Regions from separate parts of the Mus musculus genome. Here regions 1 and 2 are each linked to region 3. Evidence: chromatin contacts called from public HiChIP or PLAC-seq data. All regions are on one chromosome and are shown on one strand. The core of a region is the stretch at or near the end of the contact, and the rest is flanking DNA. Distances in the headings are between cores, read along the strand shown. Region 1 has its middle 8.1 kb from the start of Gsx2. Region 2 overlaps Gm6116 (predicted gene 6116). Region 3 holds the start of Usp46 (ubiquitin specific peptidase 46).

Evidence for each region. HiChIP or PLAC-seq counts read pairs in DNA pulled down with a chosen protein or histone mark.
Region 1: an H3K4me3 HiChIP or PLAC-seq map of the 230-238 cell line shows a contact between it and region 3, with 6 times the contacts expected there. The contact joins the enhancer-like site here to the promoter of Usp46 in region 3. A contact is called at or near these places in 2 of 39 promoter capture datasets (hippocampal neurons and liver), 7 of 115 datasets of contacts at active chromatin or transcription factors (the 230-238 cell line, astrocytes, bone marrow-derived macrophages and 4 more) and 3 of 9 other capture datasets (adipose tissue, embryonic stem cells and liver).
Region 2: an H3K27ac HiChIP or PLAC-seq map of extraembryonic endoderm stem cells shows a contact between it and region 3, with 2.4 times the contacts expected there. The contact joins the enhancer-like site here to the promoter of Usp46 in region 3. A contact is called at or near these places in 1 of 39 promoter capture datasets (liver), 4 of 115 datasets of contacts at active chromatin or transcription factors (astrocytes, embryonic forebrain, extraembryonic endoderm stem cells and 1 more) and 1 of 9 other capture datasets (liver).

Annotation. Positions count from the first base shown.
Region 1 is chr5:75,065,906-75,069,040 of GRCm38.p6, forward strand. No RefSeq gene overlaps it. Among named protein-coding and RNA genes, the nearest start is that of Gsx2, 8.1 kb to the right of the region's middle. Within about 2 kb of position 1,871, at least 105 of the 459 cell types and tissues checked have an H3K27ac peak or open chromatin away from gene starts, as enhancers often do. A contact at or near this core is called in the 230-238 cell line and pro-B cells, where this site is marked.
Region 2 is chr5:74,958,825-74,962,397 of GRCm38.p6, forward strand. It overlaps Gm6116 (predicted gene 6116), which reads left to right. Exons shown (of 5, transcript NR_045866.1): 3 at 3,415-3,482. The region is part of intron 1 of Gm52778 (a long non-coding RNA gene); the gene reads right to left. Among named protein-coding and RNA genes, the nearest start is that of Gm6116, 11 kb to the left of the region's middle. Within about 2 kb of position 1,702, at least 50 of the 459 cell types and tissues checked have an H3K27ac peak or open chromatin away from gene starts, as enhancers often do. A contact at or near this core is called in extraembryonic endoderm stem cells, where this site is marked.
Region 3 is chr5:74,067,094-74,070,346 of GRCm38.p6, forward strand. It overlaps Usp46 (ubiquitin specific peptidase 46), which reads right to left and starts at 1,318. Exons shown (of 9, transcript NM_177561.3): 1 at 1,157-1,318. The coding sequence starts at 1,192.

The sequences.
Region 1 (3,135 bases), core at 621-3,120, 1.0 Mb after region 3:
CCTCAGCCATTGGGAGGTAGAAGCAGGAGGATCAGGGGTTCAAGGCCAGCCTCAAGTACAGAGCAAACTCCAGGCCAGGAAGGAGTTCATGAAACTGTTGAAAATAAGAGGTCCTGGGGCTGAAGAGATGGCTTAGAGCTCCAGTTAAAAGCACCGGTTGCTCTTCCAGGGGACCTGCACCTCAATTCCCAGCACGCTCTGACCCCTTCACATAGCCACATGAAACACCAATGTACATTAAAGAAAGAAAAAGAGAAAACATAACTTTTGCGAGAGTCTTCATAAACTGCAAAGTGCTATGTGAAGGTAAGAGAGAATTGTGCTTCAGCAGGAGCTGTGGAGACCGCCTTCTCCTGCCTATCTCTTGTCCATCATTGAGTGAGTGTGAGCAAGGCTGTTTCCAGTCCCCCATCCCCACCCCCATGAACCTCCATCTCTCCCAGCTCTAATCCAGCAGGGGGATTCACACAATAAACAAACCTACTCAGCACAGCACACAGTATGGAAGAAAGAGATAACTGTCTTAAGAGAAGAAGACTATCTGATATGGTAAGACTATACAGAGTATAGAGTAAGGATTTTGATCTAAAAAAAAAAAAAAAAAAAAAAAAAACACGTGGGAAAATGATGTCTGAGGCAAGACCTCAAGTTGAGGAAAGGAAGAGGAGACAGAGACGGCCATGCGGGAAGCAAAGCTGAGGAGCCAGGAGGCCTACAGTTGGAATGGTCAGAGAGACTGACAAGGCCTTGTTATGGAGGGCCTTTCTGTGTAGAGTCTCTGGTCTCATTAGCTACTTCATGCTCCTTGATTTACAGGCAAGAGGGCAACTTCTCTGTGGTTCACTGACATTTTGCAAAGCAGTCACACAGAAACAGGAAACCCCAAATTTCCAGTGTATGCAGATGATGCATGAGATGTAAAGCTATTTAATTTTGGTCTGTCCCCTCCACCCCCACCCACCGCCAGCGCCTAACACAGTCTGGCATCTGTTGGCACACCATCAAAGCAGGTCATGTAAATGAATGGAAAGATGATCCGCCAGGCAAAGAGCAAACTTTGAGGCAGTGAAAGAGGTGAGCCCAAGGCGGTGCACCCTGGCTCTGACTGGAGGGGAACTCCCTTTAGATGGCCTAGCCATGCCCTCAGCTCACACGTCCGTCTCTTCCCCCCCCCCCCCCAGCACCCCGCGCGCGCACACAGTGTCTGCCTCGAACCCGCACTGGCGTGCTCACAAATTCGCATTGCACAAAGCGCATCCATGGGTCCCCACGCACTCCACACAGTGCGGACACGCACACTCCCCTCGCACACACTATGTCTCACCTTCACACTGATTCTCAAGTCCATGTACTCCCGCCTACCCTTCCTCCCCCAGCACACACGCCACATACTCAGGCGCTTGCCTACAAGCTCAAGTTCTCCCGCCCCACACCCACGCATGCGCACGGGCTCAGGGGAGGAGGGGGAGCATGCGCACCTGTGGTGGCTCTGCCCTGAAGGGCAGCTGCTCAGGTGGGTTAGGGATTGATGGTGCCTTGTTTGGGAGGCTATGGGTCGGTGCAACCGTGTGGATTCATTTGTTTTTATCCCGCGAGCTTGACAAGGAAGAGGGGGAGACCCGGGAGGGCGCAGCCGAGCGCTCGGAGAGCAGGGTGACCCGCAGGATACCCTGACGCTGGGGCTACTGTATGAATCTCTGCACCCGGACGGGGCAAATGCATGAACTTGGGATCGGTTCAGCTGCACAACCTGGGTGGCCAGGTTCTGTCCATTTTGATCTGAGGACACCGTCCACTGAGAGCTATGAATTGCATGAAAAGAGAAGAGGGACTTAGCTTGAAAGTGCAGCACTTGGGAAGCTGAGGCCGGAAGATGCAAGTTGAGGCCATTCTTGGCTGCTGTGTGAGATCCTCCCTCAGAAGAGGGAAGAAGAAACCATGGTCAAATATTCTGGCTCTGCTATTTTCTGGTGTTTCGCAGCCTCGGTTTCTCTGCCTGTGAAATGAGGAGCCAGACTTTCAGAGCAGGTATGACTTCTCATCTAGGCGGACTATGGACTGCCTGTCTGACAAACACTAAGAGTTAACACAACAGACCCAGTTTCTGCTTAGGTGCAATTTGAAGTCATCTGGGAAAGATACCCAACCAGAAGTTAAACCTACAGAAATTCAGACTGATTGTAGTGAGCTTTTGAAATAAAATAATGAGGTTTTGATTTCATTCAGAGCTTCCTGTGTTCTGGACACGGGTGCATAAAATAAGGCTCCCGACCCCTACCCTCCTCTTAGTTCCAGTCTGCTCTTTTTTTGTCACATGAACCATTTGACCGAGCCTTGGAACTTTAGTATGTTGGAAAGCCACATGAAGCAAGGGTTGGACCATAACAAAAAAGAGGACATAATAAATGTACCTTCCCCACAGCATCATTGTGGGAGAGAAACACCGTGTGAAGTGTTAGCCTACTGCCAGGCACACAACGGTCGCCCATACATATTTGCTGGCAGACTTGTCTAGAACCCCACCTTAGAGAGATGAGATCTGAGTCCTGGCCTTGGCATCTCTACCTGTCAGACCTAGATTAAGCCATTGACCTTGCATAGGCAGGGGCTCTGCCCCACAAACAGCTGAGGTGATGTCACTTTTTCTAGGAGGGCTGCTGGGATTAACTGTGTTATGTGGGCAAGGCTACTTTGTCTCCCTGACACACAAGGCTCTTGAAGAGGGTGGTCTTGTGAGGACCATTATACCCTCAAATGGAGCCCTCCTTCATACGTGGGTGAGCATACAGCTGTTTACTTGGGGGAAAGTTTCAAAGTTTAGGATACAGCCCCAAGTAGGGAAGGCAGGAATGGGACTTTGGACTAGGTAGGGAGTGGGATGTGGTGCGGTATCCCTGGCACATCTCAGGTCCATGAGGCTGCTGCCCAGAAATGGAAGGTTGAAGGAGCCAAGGAGAGGGGCTCTCCAGAGTGGGTGCAAAAGCCTTGAAGCCTAAGGAGGACAGGTCTGGGAGAACTTAGCCCTGAGCTGAAGCCACACCCAGAGCCTCTGATGGCATCTGCTCTGAGGACAGCTGAGGTGCTGAGCAACAACAACAATAATCATAATCAGACTTTAGGCACAATGGGCCAGCA
Region 2 (3,573 bases), core at 452-2,951, 890 kb after region 3:
CCTGGTTGATTGATAAGGAGAAAACTGCCCACCCACTCTACACTTGAAGGCAACCAGGAGGCTACCCACAGTCCCATTCTCTGGAAACCTTGTAATGCTGTATTTCCTGGAGGGAGGACCCATAGCAGGTCTCTGTGTTTTCTTTTAAAGCACAGTTGTGGGTCGTGGGTTTAAATCCTGAGCTCAGGAGCCTTAGGTTAAACACCCAACCACATGGAGTCTTTACTCTTTACACAGTAATGAGGGACATGGCGTTTCTGCAAAGGGTTAAACAAACTGCTGTAGCCAAAAGACTGTCTATACTACCTTCTAGTAGAATTAGTGAGCATTGTTATTACCTTTTCATCATTTAATTAATTTTAAATGTATTTGTTTATATAGTTTATGTCTATGGGTGTTATGTCTGCGTGTACATCTGCACACCAGAAGAGGGCATAAGATCCTGTAGTGGCTGTGAAGCACCATGTGAGTGCTGGGAACTGAACTAAGGACCTCTGGAACTCCTAACCACTGGCCCATCTCTCCAGATCTGCTTATTACTTTCAGTGTGTGTGTGTGTGTGTGTGTGTGTGTGTGTGTGTGTGTGTATGCATATGTAAGAATAGGCATGTGTACCACACAGCACACATGTGGAGACCAGGATAACTTTCAGCGGTCAATTCTCTTGCTACCGTGTGGTTCCTAGGCATCGAGCTCAGATCCTCAAGTGTGCTGAGCAGCGCCCCTCCCTGCACTGACCCACCTCAGCAGTCTGAAATTGTGTTGTTATGGTGAAAGTAGCACGTGATCGACATATCATAGAAACTCAAGAACTATGACTCAGGAGCTGGTGATGTAGCTCAGTTGGTAGAGTGCACAAAGAAAGAGAAAGAAGAGGGAAAGGGAAGGGAGAGGGGGAGAATTAACCTGGCTTGGCCCTAAGTTAGACCTGAAAATTTTCAGTGACCTTGCTGAGAGTTCTCCTAAGTTGTCTAAGGTGCGGTGCAGCTTGGATGTGGCGCTAGAACACGTGCCTGACACCTGCCAGCTCCAACCTCAGCACCAAACCAAAATAAACAAAACCAGCAAAGGTTCTCTCTCTCTCTCTCTCTCTCTCTCTCTCTCTCTCTCTCTCTCTCTCTCTCTCCCTCTCTCTCTCTCTCTCTCTCTCTCTCTCTCTCTCTCTCTCTCTCTCTCCCTCTCTCTCTCTCTCTCTCTCTTGTGTCTGGGCATGGAATGGAAACCGTTCCTATGGAAGCCAGAAAGGGACATTGGCATTTCTGGAGCTAGACAGTTGTGAGCCACCTACTGTGGGTTCTGGAAAGTCACTGGTGTCCTGTGGAAGAACAGCAAGCATTCTTAACCACTGAGCCATCTCTCCAGCCCTGAGCAAAGGTTTTATGGAGCTATTAATGAAAAGACACAAGAGGAAAAGTCAAATATTCCTCTTCTCAGAAAGAGTGATAAGTATTTATTCAGTGCCTACTATTTGTCAGACATTTAAAATCCCCTGGTCTTGTTCTCTGTGTCCTTGGAGGTTTTGGAGGCACATCTCCCCTTTGGAATTTTAAGTATTGCATGAGCTAGTTAGTTAATGGAGGGATCAAGAGGGCGATGCCAGTTTGAAACAATGTTGTCGCTGGACTCCAGTTACAATGTATTCATCTGGACTGTGACAGCAAGGCAGTCTGAGTATGAGCCACAGTCTTCTGCCTTGGCAGCCACACCCATTCGCAGGGCTGATTGCTAGCAGCCAGCAAAGGCTTCTGATAAAAGGGAAGCTGCTGAGCTATTAGGTTTGCCGAGCTCCCAGGTAGATTTCCACAGGCAGAGGAGAAAGAGCGGTGCCTTGTTTTTGCCGGCGTGGGTGTTAGCAACGCGAGACAGGAACCCAGCATTAATACAGGCACCGGCTCCTCGTAGAGCCAACTCCAAAGGGTCCTGGTGACTTTTTCTCTGCAGTTTGACTCCTCCCTCCCTCCCTGGGAGCCTCTCTGTTCAGTCAAGCTTTTCCATCCTACCCCAGGCTGAATAGAGAGCAGAGGGTGCCAGAGACCGAGGTAGACACTCAACTCCACTTCTACCGAACCAGTCTTCCTTTCGACGTCTGTCTCTTCTCCCTTTGGTTTTTGATCATCTTGTGCTGGATTTTGCTTCTGCCACTCTTCTGTTAATAGGTAGCTGGTGATCTGCGTCATCCTGGAGGGTCATCCATCTCTACGGCCTTCTTCCACATTCTCAGGGGCCTTTCTTAATGATCACCCTTTTAGAATCACATGCCTGCTGCTGCTTCACAAGACACAAGCATTTGCTTTGTGCCCCCTGCATTTGTGTTCCAATCTTAAACTGTCCCCTTGCCTGCCGACTTCCATCCCTTAATATTCTTGAAGACAACCGGTCCCTTCTCATGGAAGTCAGTATCCTCAGACACAGGCCTTCTGAGTTTCTCTCCTGCCACAGGGCCACGGGACTGCTCTGCTTCGCCTGACAGATCAAAGGACATTTTCCCCAGCCTGTTCACTTTCTGCCTGGTGATCATAGAAGTACCCAGAGCACAGCTAGATGGCGCTCACGCCTACACATTTCTGAGGAATGACGTTTTTTTCCTCAGAGGAATTTCTGAGGAAGAAGTTTTTCCATTTGTCTCCCATCTTGAGCTCACAGCTTTGGGAGGAGGGGGACTGGAGCACATGGACTAATTACAAAGAAACTGGAACGTGTGCATTTTCTAATCAAACTGATATCTAATGGGCACGCGAGTCAGATTCAGTTCTAAGTCCTCAACATTGCCCTGCTACACATACCTTGCCCCAGGAGACAGATACAGAAATGGCACTTAGAGACTTGGTAAATTTGCCCAGAGCAGAAGGGTGTCAGAGATGGAAGTCCACAGGCATCTTGCACCAAAACTACCCTTAACAACAAGGGACTGGTTGGAGAATGGAACCAAGAGAAGAAACTGGGAGTGTTGGGAAGGCACGGCTTTCTACACAAAGCATTGTTCTGCCTAAAATTACTCCACAGCCCTAAAGCACCATGTGTATTTTGAATATCCAATCATTTTTTCTAAAAGCCCTAAGTATATAGCTCAGTGGTAGCGCACTGGCCCACTGTGTAAGATCCATGCTCAAACCCCTGCACCATGGAGTTACAGTAGGAATAATAATAGTAATAATAGCTGGGTGTTGGCAGTGAATGCCTTCCATCCCAGCACTCAAGAGTCAAGAGTTCAAAGTCTGCTTGGGCTATGGAGGGAGACAGTATCTCAAAACAACAATAGCGATAATTTTTATGAGACTGAATATATAGGACTCAACTCAACTATGATCAAAGGTGAATCTGGCACACATAGGCCGAACTTTATATATTAAGAGGGGAGAGCTAAGAGCATTTGGCTCTTGCTTCTTCTCCATTCTCTTCTCTGCTCATTTTCAGACTCAAGCTTTGTGGGACACACTGAACTTATAACAGGACCCATGATGTCCCAAGGATGCACTGAACATGTATGTTGCTGAGTCCATTTCTATTCTCCAAAGAGTAGCAACATTTTTTTACTCTGAATGAAGATCCGTGTGGACCATACTTGAAGACCCT
Region 3 (3,253 bases), core at 68-2,567:
CACCTTACCTGAGGCCTACTTAATCAGGCCTCCTCAGATTTCCTTTAGATGCTAGCATTACTGTCTAACTTGGTGGCGGAGGGGGGTGGGGGCGGGGATGGATTCCCCAAAATGGAAAAACAAAACAAAACAAAAAAAAAAAAAAAAACAGTGTTCCAGTTTGAAGGGGGTCTAAGGGGGTGAGGATACAGAAAGTACAGGCAGAACACACACCCTCCTCAACTCCCACACCCCAGTGCCTTACCCCTGACCTCCCTATGGCTCCCACAAGTGGGGGTGCTAGCTGAGTACACTCAGTGGCCCCAAGGGCTAGAAACTGGTCCCGAGGAAACTAAACAGAACTGGAAAGTAATGGGGGAAATCTAAATTAAAGTGACTGCTGGGTAACACCCCCCCCCAGACCCCCACCCTATCAGACAGACCAGGCAGTGTCCAAGCTAAAAGGAGAGGAGGCGGGGCAGGACAACCCCTGCAGACTTCCTCACACCTACAGCCACTCACTCCCAGGGCCTGCAAACGTTCCTGTCTCCTTATAATCTCCTGCATGCAGGTGGGGAAACTGAGGCCTCCAGAACAAATTGCCATGCTTTTCCGATACCAGGTTTTAGTTCACCTCTCTAACCAGATTCTTCACTTGGAATTTTTATTTTTTATTTATTTTTTATTTTTTGGTCACAGCTTTCATGTCTATCCAATTTCTCCTGGTAAGAGCACTGCTGTTGCAAAGTGAATCTTAAATACAATCAAGGCTGAACTCCAGAAGGAGCAGAGGACAGTCGGCGAGTCCAGTAAGGGTTTATTTACTGCACCAGAAGGATTTGCTTCCTTCCACTCCGGGCTCGTACCCTCATGGTCCTCCCTCGGGACTTCGCTGTGCAGCCACCTCGCACCCTCCACCTCCACCCCCACCCACCACCCGCACCGCAACTCGAGGGCGGGGGCATGGGGCCGCCCTGGGGATCCCTGGGATCCGCTCGGGGTCCCCGGCTGGGACAGAGGTGGGGGGGACTGCGGTCAGCCGGCCCAGCCTCGGGACCGGGAACTTCTGGCCGCACGGCCCCCACGACCGCGGCGCGCGTGCAGCTCCAGCCCGGGGTTCCCTTTCTTTGCCTGGCTCGCTGCGGGCGCGACCCCCGGAGGCTCGGCGGCCACTCACCATATTACAGATGGAGGCGATGTTTCGGACAGTCATTAGTCTAAAGGTTGCAGCGATCGCGCACCGCCATCTTTACCAGGGGAAAACGGGACTGTCCATGGTGGCGCGCAGCGAGGCCGGGTGGCGGCGAGGCGGCCTGGGGCCGGCTTGCAGTGGGGTTGGGCGAGCGAGGCCGGGCGGCGGCGAGGGCGGGGCGGCGGCGCGGGGCGGGGAGTGGCGGAGCGACGCAGCCCGGGCCGCGGCCGGCGGGAGGAGGAGCCCGGAGCCGGGAGGCGCGGAACCGAGGCCACTGCTATGCTCCCGCTGCCAGCCAGGACCCGCTCGGCTGACCCCACTGGAAGCCGTTCTTGCTCCTCTGCCCTAGGGTCCCGCTCGGTGCCAGCTGCACCGTAAGGCCAGCCCCGAGCAAACCCAGCACCGCGGCCTTTCCGCCGGACCCAGGACCGTACCGGGCACTGGGCTGGGGACCTACACCGCGGGGACACGGGCGTGCTCGCTTCCCGGTTTCCCTCTGCCCGTTTCTGCTGGTGTCCAGCAAGCCTTGGGCGTTAGGGATTAGCTAGTGGAGGATATGAATAAGGGTCTAAGGGTGAGTGTAGTCAACTTTAAAGTTTCTCTCCAGGGTTCTAGCCAGATGGCATCCGCCGGAACCCGAAAAGTAAAATGAGACCAGGACATGGGCGTGGCCAGAAAGCCCTAGCCAGCAGCAACCCAGCTGCCTAGGGAAAGGTTCCCAGAAAGGAAAGAATTCCGGGTCTAAGCAGGCACACTCGGGAGATTTGTGACATTAGCAGGTACAGAGGAAATGGCCAGGTTCTGGGCGGTACTAGAGGCTGTCCAGGAAATACCAAAACAAAACTTTCCTATCTCCCATCCTCGGAGCTCCTGATCTCAGTTTTGTTTGAGCTTTTACACCTTCCTGCGGAGGCCCAGACTGCAGGCTCAGGGTGCACACTGTACACACCACTTGAGGGATATGTTCGTGAGAACTGAAAGAGTTCATTTCAAACATGGGGAATAATTGTGCAGACAAGTTTGCAGTCCCAAGCTTTCCACAGGGAAGTTGTGCATGTGAAACGTGATAAATTCCCAAACCAATGTATTTTGTGGAGAATTAAATTAGGAGAGAAATTAATATAATTGAAGACAGCTCTGTCTAGCCAAGAGTAACATACTGGGGGCTGGGGGGCTAGGGTTATACACATAACATGAGAGCCATCCATCCATTGGTAATTCTTCTAGGATCTGGGGTGGAAATAGAAGACAAAACCACTGACTGAAGGGTGAGGGTGGGGGACGGGTCACATGGATACTGTATTTTTCAGTGTGTAGAAGGATTAATATTCCTGCTCACAATGACTCATTCTACCTGAATTTTACTTTCATTCTTTTTTACTGCTGTCAGTTACGACTCTTCCAGCTTCTACATGATTAGTTAATAGACATGGTTAGCTCCATAAGGCTTACAGAGCAGGTATCCAACCCAGCTCTGTGTTTCTCAAATAAATAGTACAGATAAAGGCATGCTAAACTTAGGAGGGGCACCATTTGAGGAGGGGGCAGGGGAGGGGGACCATCGATAAAACACCCTAACTATGACTGGCCAGAACACAGTAAGGTCCTGAAAAGCTTAAAGACTGAGAAATGTCACAAGCTGAAGGCCTCAGCTTTGTGCGTGGTTAGTCTAAAGCTTTCATGCTTTCTAATGATAAGCTTTGCGATTTTTTCCAATATGAATGCACTGAGTGCAAGGCCTACAGGGGTTAAAACACAATTGAGAGCTGGGGAGATGGCTCAGTCTATAAAGTGCTTACTGCACAAGTACAGATCTCTAGACTCACGTCCTGCCCCCCGCCCGAGTCCACACCCACAGGTAAAGAAACACAGTCATGGTGTATAACTATCCCAGTGCTGGAGAGGCAGAGAGAGAACACAGAGATGGGCTGGTATTTGCTGCCCAGCCAGACTAGTCAAATCACAAGCTACATATTCAGGCAAGACCCTCTCTGTCTCAAACAAGTAAAGTGCAAGGGGTAGAGAGATGGCTGGATGGTTAGGAGTGCACACTGCTCTTCCAGAGGACCTGACGTCAATTCC